Linked DNA regions of Gossypium raimondii: region 1 is linked to region 2. A link is a contact called in public Hi-C data. All regions are on one chromosome and are shown on one strand. The core of a region is the stretch at or near the end of the contact, and the rest is flanking DNA. Distances in the headings are between cores, read along the strand shown. Region 1 holds the start of LOC105773237 (ornithine aminotransferase, mitochondrial). Region 2 holds the start of LOC105773315 (cullin-4).

Region 1 (4,179 bases), core at 1,626-4,125, 310 kb after region 2:
CCTATTCCATTTTTGTATACTTATCACCCATTTATGTTAACTCGAAAACTGTATTAATTTTGTAAATCACACATTTTATTGACTCCCTTTTTGTCGATCGCCTAACTATGTTTCACCATTTGTATTGTTGAATTTCTCTTTTTAAAAAAACATAAAAAAACTCTAAAAAAATAATAATAAAAAAATTGAAACATTTGCCTTTAATTGCTAAGTAATCCTTCCACTCTTTGCAGTTAGCCTTGAAGTGTCTTTTTCTTATTGCAGAAAAAACACTTAGACTTAGATAAGTCTTTAGACTTCTTGGTTATCTTCCTTTCAACTTTAGGTGGCCTAAAGGACTTATGTAACGACCCAGATTTCAGTTGTGTTAAGAAATACGGTTTCAGAATCTTATTTTTGTAAACTGTGTCCGTAAGGACAAAATATAAGGATTTATGAAGTTGGTATGAAAATATATTGAAGTTCAGTTAAGTAATTTAACCAAGAAGTTAGCTAATTAAAGCTCGGGGATTAAATTGTAAATGTCCAATCACTATGAAATTTTAATTTGGAAAAAGCTTAAGGCCCTAGATAGCAATTATCCAAAGGACCAAAATCATTATTAAACCATCGTTATTATAAAGTTAGTGGAGAATGATGATAATAACCATTTATTTAATAAAATTATGATTAAAGAGATGTAAATAAGATTAGATAAAAAAAAGTAATGATAATTAATTACGTTTAATTAACTATTTATTCTATATATATAATTTTAAGTGGATGGAAAGAGGAAATTCATTCATCTTCTTCTTCCACCATTTTCTATTAAAGAAGGAAAGAAAGAAAATTTAAGCATCCCTTCAACATTCGGCCATAAATTCAAGTAAGTCCTTAGTCCACCAAGTATCCTTAAATAGTTAAGTTTGGGTTTCATTGTCATTCCGCAACACTTGCAAAATCCTTGGTGCAGCCTATTCTGAACTTAACTCAACATGTAGCAAGCCCTTTGTAGTGTATATTATAGAAAAGTGATGATTATGAATAATTTTTCATAAATTGTATCATATTCAGTAAGCTTCCATTCATTCTTTCTACTATGAAAATCAAATTTAATTTAGGTAGTCTAATTAGGTTACATTTCATCACCCACACATTAAAAACCCCTAAACTAGGAAATCTAACAATCTAACCTCTTCTTCTTTTTTTGTAATTCATTTATAACTCTTTTTATTTTATAATCTTTAATAGTTTTTTTATAATTTTGTAGTTTTCCGATAGCTTTTTAAAAAAATTCAAATGATGGCATGATATAATCTTAAAGTGTCACATCATCACCACTTAACGACGTTACAAGAAAAGGACTAAATTGTTTGATGAAATCTTAGTTCAAGTACCAATATAGACCAAATATTTTTTTAGGACCAAGATGTTGGGGATCGACCCGTATAAATAATGAACAACAAAATAGAGAAAATCAAACAAACAAATATTTACGTGGAAAGCTCTCAAATAACAAGATAAAAAATCAAGGCCAAAAGGAGACTTCACTAATGAGAAAGTAATCTGAAAAGTACAAGATAGAGATAATAAAAAACAAACCCTGAATGCCGAATACAAAACCCTCCGACTAAAACACAAAATTCTCTTAAAACTCTGTTAAAGTTATTTCTTAATTGTGTTATGTTATATTTTTCATCACCTATTCTAGGATTACTAAAGGCCATTTTGTAGACCAAATTCGGAGGTCAAATATGACTAAAATATCCTAGATTAATCAAAATTTGATTAGGGAAAATAATTAGAGTTTAACTAGGAGAAGAAACCCGATTATCGTGGGAACACGTCATCACGTCGCAACGTCCCAACACTTCTCGTCATGACATCGTCATTGTCATGACGTCAGGTGTCGCGTCATCAAGACATCGTCTACTTCGTGTCTCCAATTGGCTTCGTGTCATTGCAGCGTCACGTGGATCTCCGTCGTGACGGCGCCTCTGTTTTGGCTCTTGATTTGTCCAAAATGCGAGGCACCCTTGTTTTGTCTTTGCAATTACTTTTTAATGGTATGATTAAATTGTTGTCACTACAGTCAACAATTTGGTGATAAATAACGATTCGTCATTGTAGAACTTTTTATTTAGGAATTCATCTTTACGTCACTTTACTTTCTTGTGGTGAATTAATTTATGTCAGTGAAGCCGTTTTTGTCAATGAGTAAACTTGCGTCACTTTTGGTAGATGCTTTATCGATGAATTGAATTTCATCACTATAAGCATCTTTTATCAGCGTGCAAATTTTCAGTCCCTATGGTTGACACATTTAGCCAATGTTTATAGATTGGTCAGGGTACTTTGATTAAAAAACTAAAAATGAAAATATTGAAAAGAAAAACCCTATTTTTTAGCTAATTTAGTTGGTTTGTATCAATGCCCACTATAATTAGTCCAATATCATTCTCTGAATCGATAATTCAATGGGTTTTCGATCCAATCCAATTCAAATATCATTGTCTTTAGCAATAATATTTTTTCTCTCACTTTTGCCTTTTGCATGAATTAACTCTTTTGTCGCTGTAGTTTTGTGAGTTAATTTATGGATAATAATTTTCGTTGTATAATTATCTTTTGGTAGAATAAATTACTTGGTGTAAATTTTTTGGTTAAACATAAACACTAGGGGGCTAGCAGGGGGTCGGCCCTTTTAAAATAAAATTTTTTCATTTAGGCATTTTAAAAGTTTTAAAATAGTAAAAATAAAATTATATTTTAAATCCTTCTAAAATAATAATAATTTAATTTAATTTTTTTAAAATTATAAAAATATAAACTAAAACTATTACAATTTAAAATATTTTATGATTTCCGAACCCAGATCTCAAAGCCATAAGTTGAGGGGTCAGCCACTCAGCACAGTATTATATGATTGGTTAACTCTACCGGTTACTTGTATCAATAAAAGAGTTTGATAGGTGCGGCAAATCGGATTATTTTGGAATTGGATGGAATCTTACGTGTAATCGACTCCAAGGTTGGCATATTTCCCTTATCTTCGTTTCCTTTCTAAATATAATAATAACTCGTTAATGCCATGATTATAATAATACAAGTTTTTATTGTTTTTATTCAGTTGTTTGTATGATCTTCTACCATCTGGAACACGAAAAAGGAGAAATTATCTTGAAAAGTGTAATTGAGTTTTTCTAAACAAAAGAATGGGAAGTTTTTGTCGGTTTCGTGCAAAGCTCGGGGTATTATTAGATAATTGAGACATTGGGATTTGGATTTGGAAGAGACATGCGTGCGGTTGACACACTCAGCTTGCGGATACAAAAGAATTTATGCCGGAAAACAGAGGAGAAAAAACTTCCCATTTTTCTGTGCATCGTAATATAAAACACCATTATCTAATATAACCCTCCAAGTCCGAAGGAGAGAGAAAAACGATAACAAACCTGTTGGTGTCACCCGGAAATGGCGGCAACGAGGAAACCCTTACTGTCTTTGCTAAGCAGAGTGAGCCGAACAAGCAAGAGGACCTATGGTGTTCTGGCTGAAGGCAGCTCTTCTTCTTCTTCTTCCTCTTCTAACCATCTCATCAACCTTGAATACGAATATAGTGCCCACAAGTTAGTTCTTTTCTCTCTTTTTTCATTTGATTCATCCTTAATCTCTGGGCTTAATCTTTCTCTTCTTCTGGCAATTCAGTTTTTTTCTTCTTGTTTTGGGTTCTGGGTTTCGGTTCTTTGATCTGAAAAGCATCTACTATCACTTGTATTCATGTTTTCGGTTTTGCTTACGTTTATCGGAAACATATTTATTATAATTAGTATTTGTGGTTTTCGTTTTGCTTTGTTAGCTTCAAGCTTTAGTCTTTGTTGATCGCTCCTGTTAGAATGATGGATTATGTGAGAATTTTTCTTTGATAATATAAATGGGTTCAATTGATCTTTCCTGTTAGAATGATGGAGTATCTGTTGCTGTGTCCAAGTTCAATAGGGTGAAATTTTTTAATTTCTGTATTCAGGTTTTGTTGATATAATTAGACCATGCCCTAATATGTAGACTCAACCTATTAGATTAATGGATTTTGTTGAGGACCTTTGATTGAGTTTCAATGTGGAGAATTGGAAATCACGAAACTTTTCCATGGAGGATATTTTTTATGGTCTCTGTAGTTGCCTTTTCATTTGTAATTTG
Region 2 (4,537 bases), core at 1,810-4,309:
TTTAATAATATTAAAATTAATATTTTATTTCAATATTTTATTAAATTTAAATATTTTTAAAATAAAAATAAAAATAAAATATATTATTAATATAATAATATTAAGCTTGACTTAAGTTAATTTTTATATAAAAATAAAATCACCTATAAAGAAGCTCTTTTTTGGAAAATGACTTGCGCTTTTAAAAAAGGTAAGTCATTTTACACGAAAAAGGGCTTATCTTCCATTGATCTGTAAGTCATTTTTCGTTAACCAAGTTGTTTTGCATGAAACAAACATAGAAAAATGTATAAAACATTTTCCGGAAGCCATTTTCAATGAAACAAATGGAGCTTAAGTTTCATTACTCAACGTATGGATGTGTTTGTTTCCATGCCCATACGTCGATCAGATGGCTTGATAGTTTCTGTGTTTCTTGAAGCATCCAAAGCTCAGTAACTCAGTTGGGACCATGTTTGTGTTCTTTTGTTTATAAATTCCTAATGACATGTCCCTAGGTTAAATTATGGTTAATATGCTATTTTGCCTATTTTGGTGCACTTGATTATATTTAGGTTTTATAAGGGTCTTATTATTAAGTTTTGAATCTTGATCATGTTGAATGTAATATGTTCATAGGTATATAACCTTTGATATGTTTATGTTTCGATGTAATGCATTGAATAGTATGAATTCATGTGTTAGATGTGTTTAGGGAGGTAAATTTGATGAATGATGAATAGGTATCATGTTGGTATAAGTTAGAATGTGTTGGTTACCTTTTGAATGACTTAGGAAGCGTTTTATAGGTAAATGACCATTTGGTCTCGAGACATGTTGAGCATGTCTTGAGACATACTTTGCCATGTCTTGAGACAAGTGATCCTTTATCTCAAGATAAGTAAACATTGAAGTAAGAGGTCTGAAACCGGGGGAGTTATGTTTTGAGACCAGTCTCGAGATGTAAGAGGGTAAGTCTCAAAACATGAGTTCATTGTCTTAAGACATCATAACTTCAAAGCAAGATTCCACCCACGGATTTCTCAAGTTTGGTACTCCACCTTTCATAGCCAACATCATATCCCTCAATCTACTTGCTTCCTTGGCCCTCCCACGAGTCTCCATCGGGACACTATGATCTTTAGCTTTTTTCCCCATCTCAATAGTGCCTAAATAAACTGTGACTTTGATATTAACAATCACGAGGCTAGAACTTTAGTTTGACAAACTGCGCGACCTTAGGTGATTAGTTTTTTTCAAATCTGCCTAAGTTAGCCTAACTCTTTAAAGGTAAGAATTCTCAAAAAAATTCTCTAAGAATCGAAATTCGTGGAAGCAAACACTAAAGCAAAAAAGCTATGAACAAAGGAAAAATGGCACAAGAAAGCAATGCACACAAGGTGTTTGAGTAAATGCTCTCAAAAGTATTCAATTACTCTGAATATAGTACATGTGATTGATTACAAATAAGGGGGAAGACCTCTATTTATGGTTGATCTCCCCCAGATCCAACGGTATCATTTAAATTACATCGACAACCAAGATTAATGCTTATCTACAAGATGAGAGTGTTCAGAGATTTAAATACTATACAATCTTACCCCTTAGGATTACAAATTGGGGGCAACCTTTTAAGGGTTACTCATATAATGACCAAACCTTTCAAAATGCTCATATAAGGGTCTAACATTTACAAAAATACTCAATTGAAAGCCAAACCTTTCAAAGTGCTCAAATAAGGGACAAAAGTTTTTGAAAGTGCTCAAATAAAAGCCAAACTTTTTTGAAAGTACTCAAATAAGGGCTTCTCATATTTCGTATATCAGATCTCAAATTATGTTTTTATTTTTTTTATTTTCAAGCAATATTTGATTCAACTATCATGTATTTTATTCTAAATACATTATAATTCACCTAATTCTTACTCAAATTGGATTGAAGTGCATGAAAAGTCCTTATTTTAACATTTTTATAAATGTTAGACTTTTATATGAGCATTTCGAAAGGTTTGACCTTTACGTGAGCAACCTCTAAAAGGTTGAAACCTAATTTGAGCATTTAGCCTTTATAATTATCACAATTTTTTTTTCTATATTTCATGCTTAGAGTTCTATTCAAGTAGTAACTCTATTTTAAAATTAGTACAATTTTTAGTTAATAATTGTAATTTAAATTGTAATTATTTTTAAATATGTAATTATCATAATTTCTATTAAATTATAATTGTTTTTAAATGTGTACTTATCAGTCTTCTATTTTATTTCAACTTTTAAAACTATAATTCTAAATTAAATATTATAAGTATTTTTAAATGTGAATTTAGTAATATGGTGGAAAATAAAGGCTATTACCGTTAGTTTAAAAGTTTTTCCAAACTCGTGCCTTTATATATATTATAATTATAGATATAGATTTGTGTCATAATATAATGAGAAAATATATTTTGATACTTGAACTTGGCTTTATGGTTCAATTTGGTACCTAAACTTTTTTTTTGTCCAATTAGATGTTTGAACTTGGCTTTAATGTCCAATTTGGTACTTAAAGTTTTTCTTTTATATAATTAGATACCTAAATTTGAGATTTTGGTTCAAATTGGTACTTAAATATGACTTTTTGATCCAAATCAGTAGTTACGGTAAATGACTCATTTGAGTCAGTTTAAACTATGAAGCCAAATTTAGGTGGTAATTTGAACTAGAAAGCCAAGTTTAGATGCTTAATTGCATTAGAAAAAAAACTTTAAGTACCAAATTGAATCTTAAGACCAAATTTAGGTATCTAATTGGATAAAAAAAGTTTAGATTCTTTAAGTACAATTAACAAAATATATTTTTACCTAATATAATTTTATTTAAACTAATCAAAACCATTAAGCTGGAAAAAGAATTGCAGGTTGTACTTAGTAGGTATTAATTGGAAGAGACAGCCACAATAAATCCCGAATATTTAGAATTAAAAAAAAAAAGGAACAATATTAAGCCTGCACCACCAAACCATCAAAACTAAAAAAAAAAAAAAAAAAAGCAGACCTGTTTCTTTCGCTTAAAAGAAAAATAAATAAAACCTACAAAAGAAAAAAAGAAAAAGAAAACCATTTTTTATTATAATCTTTCTCTCTCTTCCTCTCTCACTCACAAATTTTTATCTTTTGCTGCTTTGCTGTGCTGCCTTCTCAAATCTTCCTTCTTTTTCCTGTGTGTATAAGGCATTATTAAGGCAACATTATCCCAAATCAAAAGGAAGCGAAGGAGCTGAAGATTTTACAATGCTCTGTTGATCACTTTCATGTCTCTCCCCCCCACCAAACGCTCTATAACCAACGTCACTGCTTCTTCTTCTTCTTCTTCCTCGCCTCATTTCCAACCTCCAATGAAGAAAGCCAAGTCCCAAGCCGTTGCTTGCTCCCTCGACCCAAACAGAAACGGCCTCCATCATCACCATAACAACCAAGACGATAACAACGTCCTTTTTGACCCTTCATCTATGCCCCTCCACGATGATTCCAAGTCCGCCGATGCTCGTACTCCCGCCGCCGCTAATTTGTCTCGCAAAAAGGCTACCCCTCCTCAACCTGCCAAAAAGCTTGTCATCAAACTCGTTAAAGGTTGGGTTCTTTTTTCTTGATTTCTCTCTTCTTTTTTCTTTTTTGTGAAATTTATTTTCTGGGTCATTTGTAAAGTTGCCCTATTTAGTTGATTTGAGAGTTTGGTCTTAGAATTTTAGTGACTTTGTTTGTTGGGTCGCTTTTGGAATGAAAAATTAGGGATTATAGGAGGTGAATTTAGAAATTAGGACCTTGCTACGGGTTAAATCATTTTATTGTTTTTTGTCTTACTGAGATCTATTCGTAGGCTAGTGCTTTCAATCCTATCCTAGCTTCTACCTAAGGTTTCATAGAGGTCTATTAGCTGATCATCAGAACTGTTCATTTTTTCCAGTGTAATGCGGTCACGATTTCAACCATTTGCTAAGATTTTACCCTTTATTTATTATAATTTGAAATTGACATCGATTTTTGGGAGGCAAGATTATTCATGTTAAACTAGGTCAGGGTCCTGCTTGATTTGTTAGTTTAAAGGGTTTTGTTAAATGAGTGCCTTTAGGATAGTTTCATCATTTTCAGTGCTTTTGATGAAAGATGTTACTATATATATTAACCTCAAAGAGTGCCATCAGGACACTGGTTAGCAAAATCCTTGTTACATTTTATGTTTTTTTACCTTTGAGATGCGGGACTACTACTTATGTAGCTCTACTTGAAAGCTTTGAGCGATCTTTACTTCCTTTTTGGATGGTTTTTCAGTTTGGCCTTCTCTGTTAATTTATCAAGGGATCATGTTGCGTGAATGTGGTTTGGAGCTATCCTCTGAAACCCCTGAGCTTTTTGAAAAGTTCATTACTGTCCCCTTTTAGACTATTTTCTGTAAGCATCTATGATGCATACTTGCATAAGTATAACCAGTTCTTCCTAAACAACTGAAAATGGATTTTATTTAGCTGGTGACTATTATTAGTAAGTTTATTTGAGAGGAAGTGTAATGAGGATTGAAATTTG

Evidence for each region. Hi-C and Micro-C count contacts between places; a contact is called where the count stands out from the background.
Region 1: a contact with region 2 is called in a Hi-C map of leaf, with 2.9 times the contacts expected there. The contact joins the promoter of LOC105773237 here to the promoter of LOC105773315 in region 2. A contact is called at or near these places in 2 of 2 Hi-C or Micro-C datasets (both in leaf).

Annotation. Positions count from the first base shown.
Region 1 is chr6:46,907,963-46,912,141 of ASM2569854v1, forward strand. LOC105773237 (ornithine aminotransferase, mitochondrial) reads left to right here and starts at 2,876. Exons shown (of 11, transcript XM_012594959.2): 1 at 2,876-3,010; 2 at 3,110-3,608. The coding sequence starts at 3,454.
Region 2 is chr6:46,596,644-46,601,180 of ASM2569854v1, forward strand. LOC105773315 (cullin-4) reads left to right here and starts at 3,060. Exons shown (of 17, transcript XM_012595089.2): 1 at 3,060-3,586. The coding sequence starts at 3,268.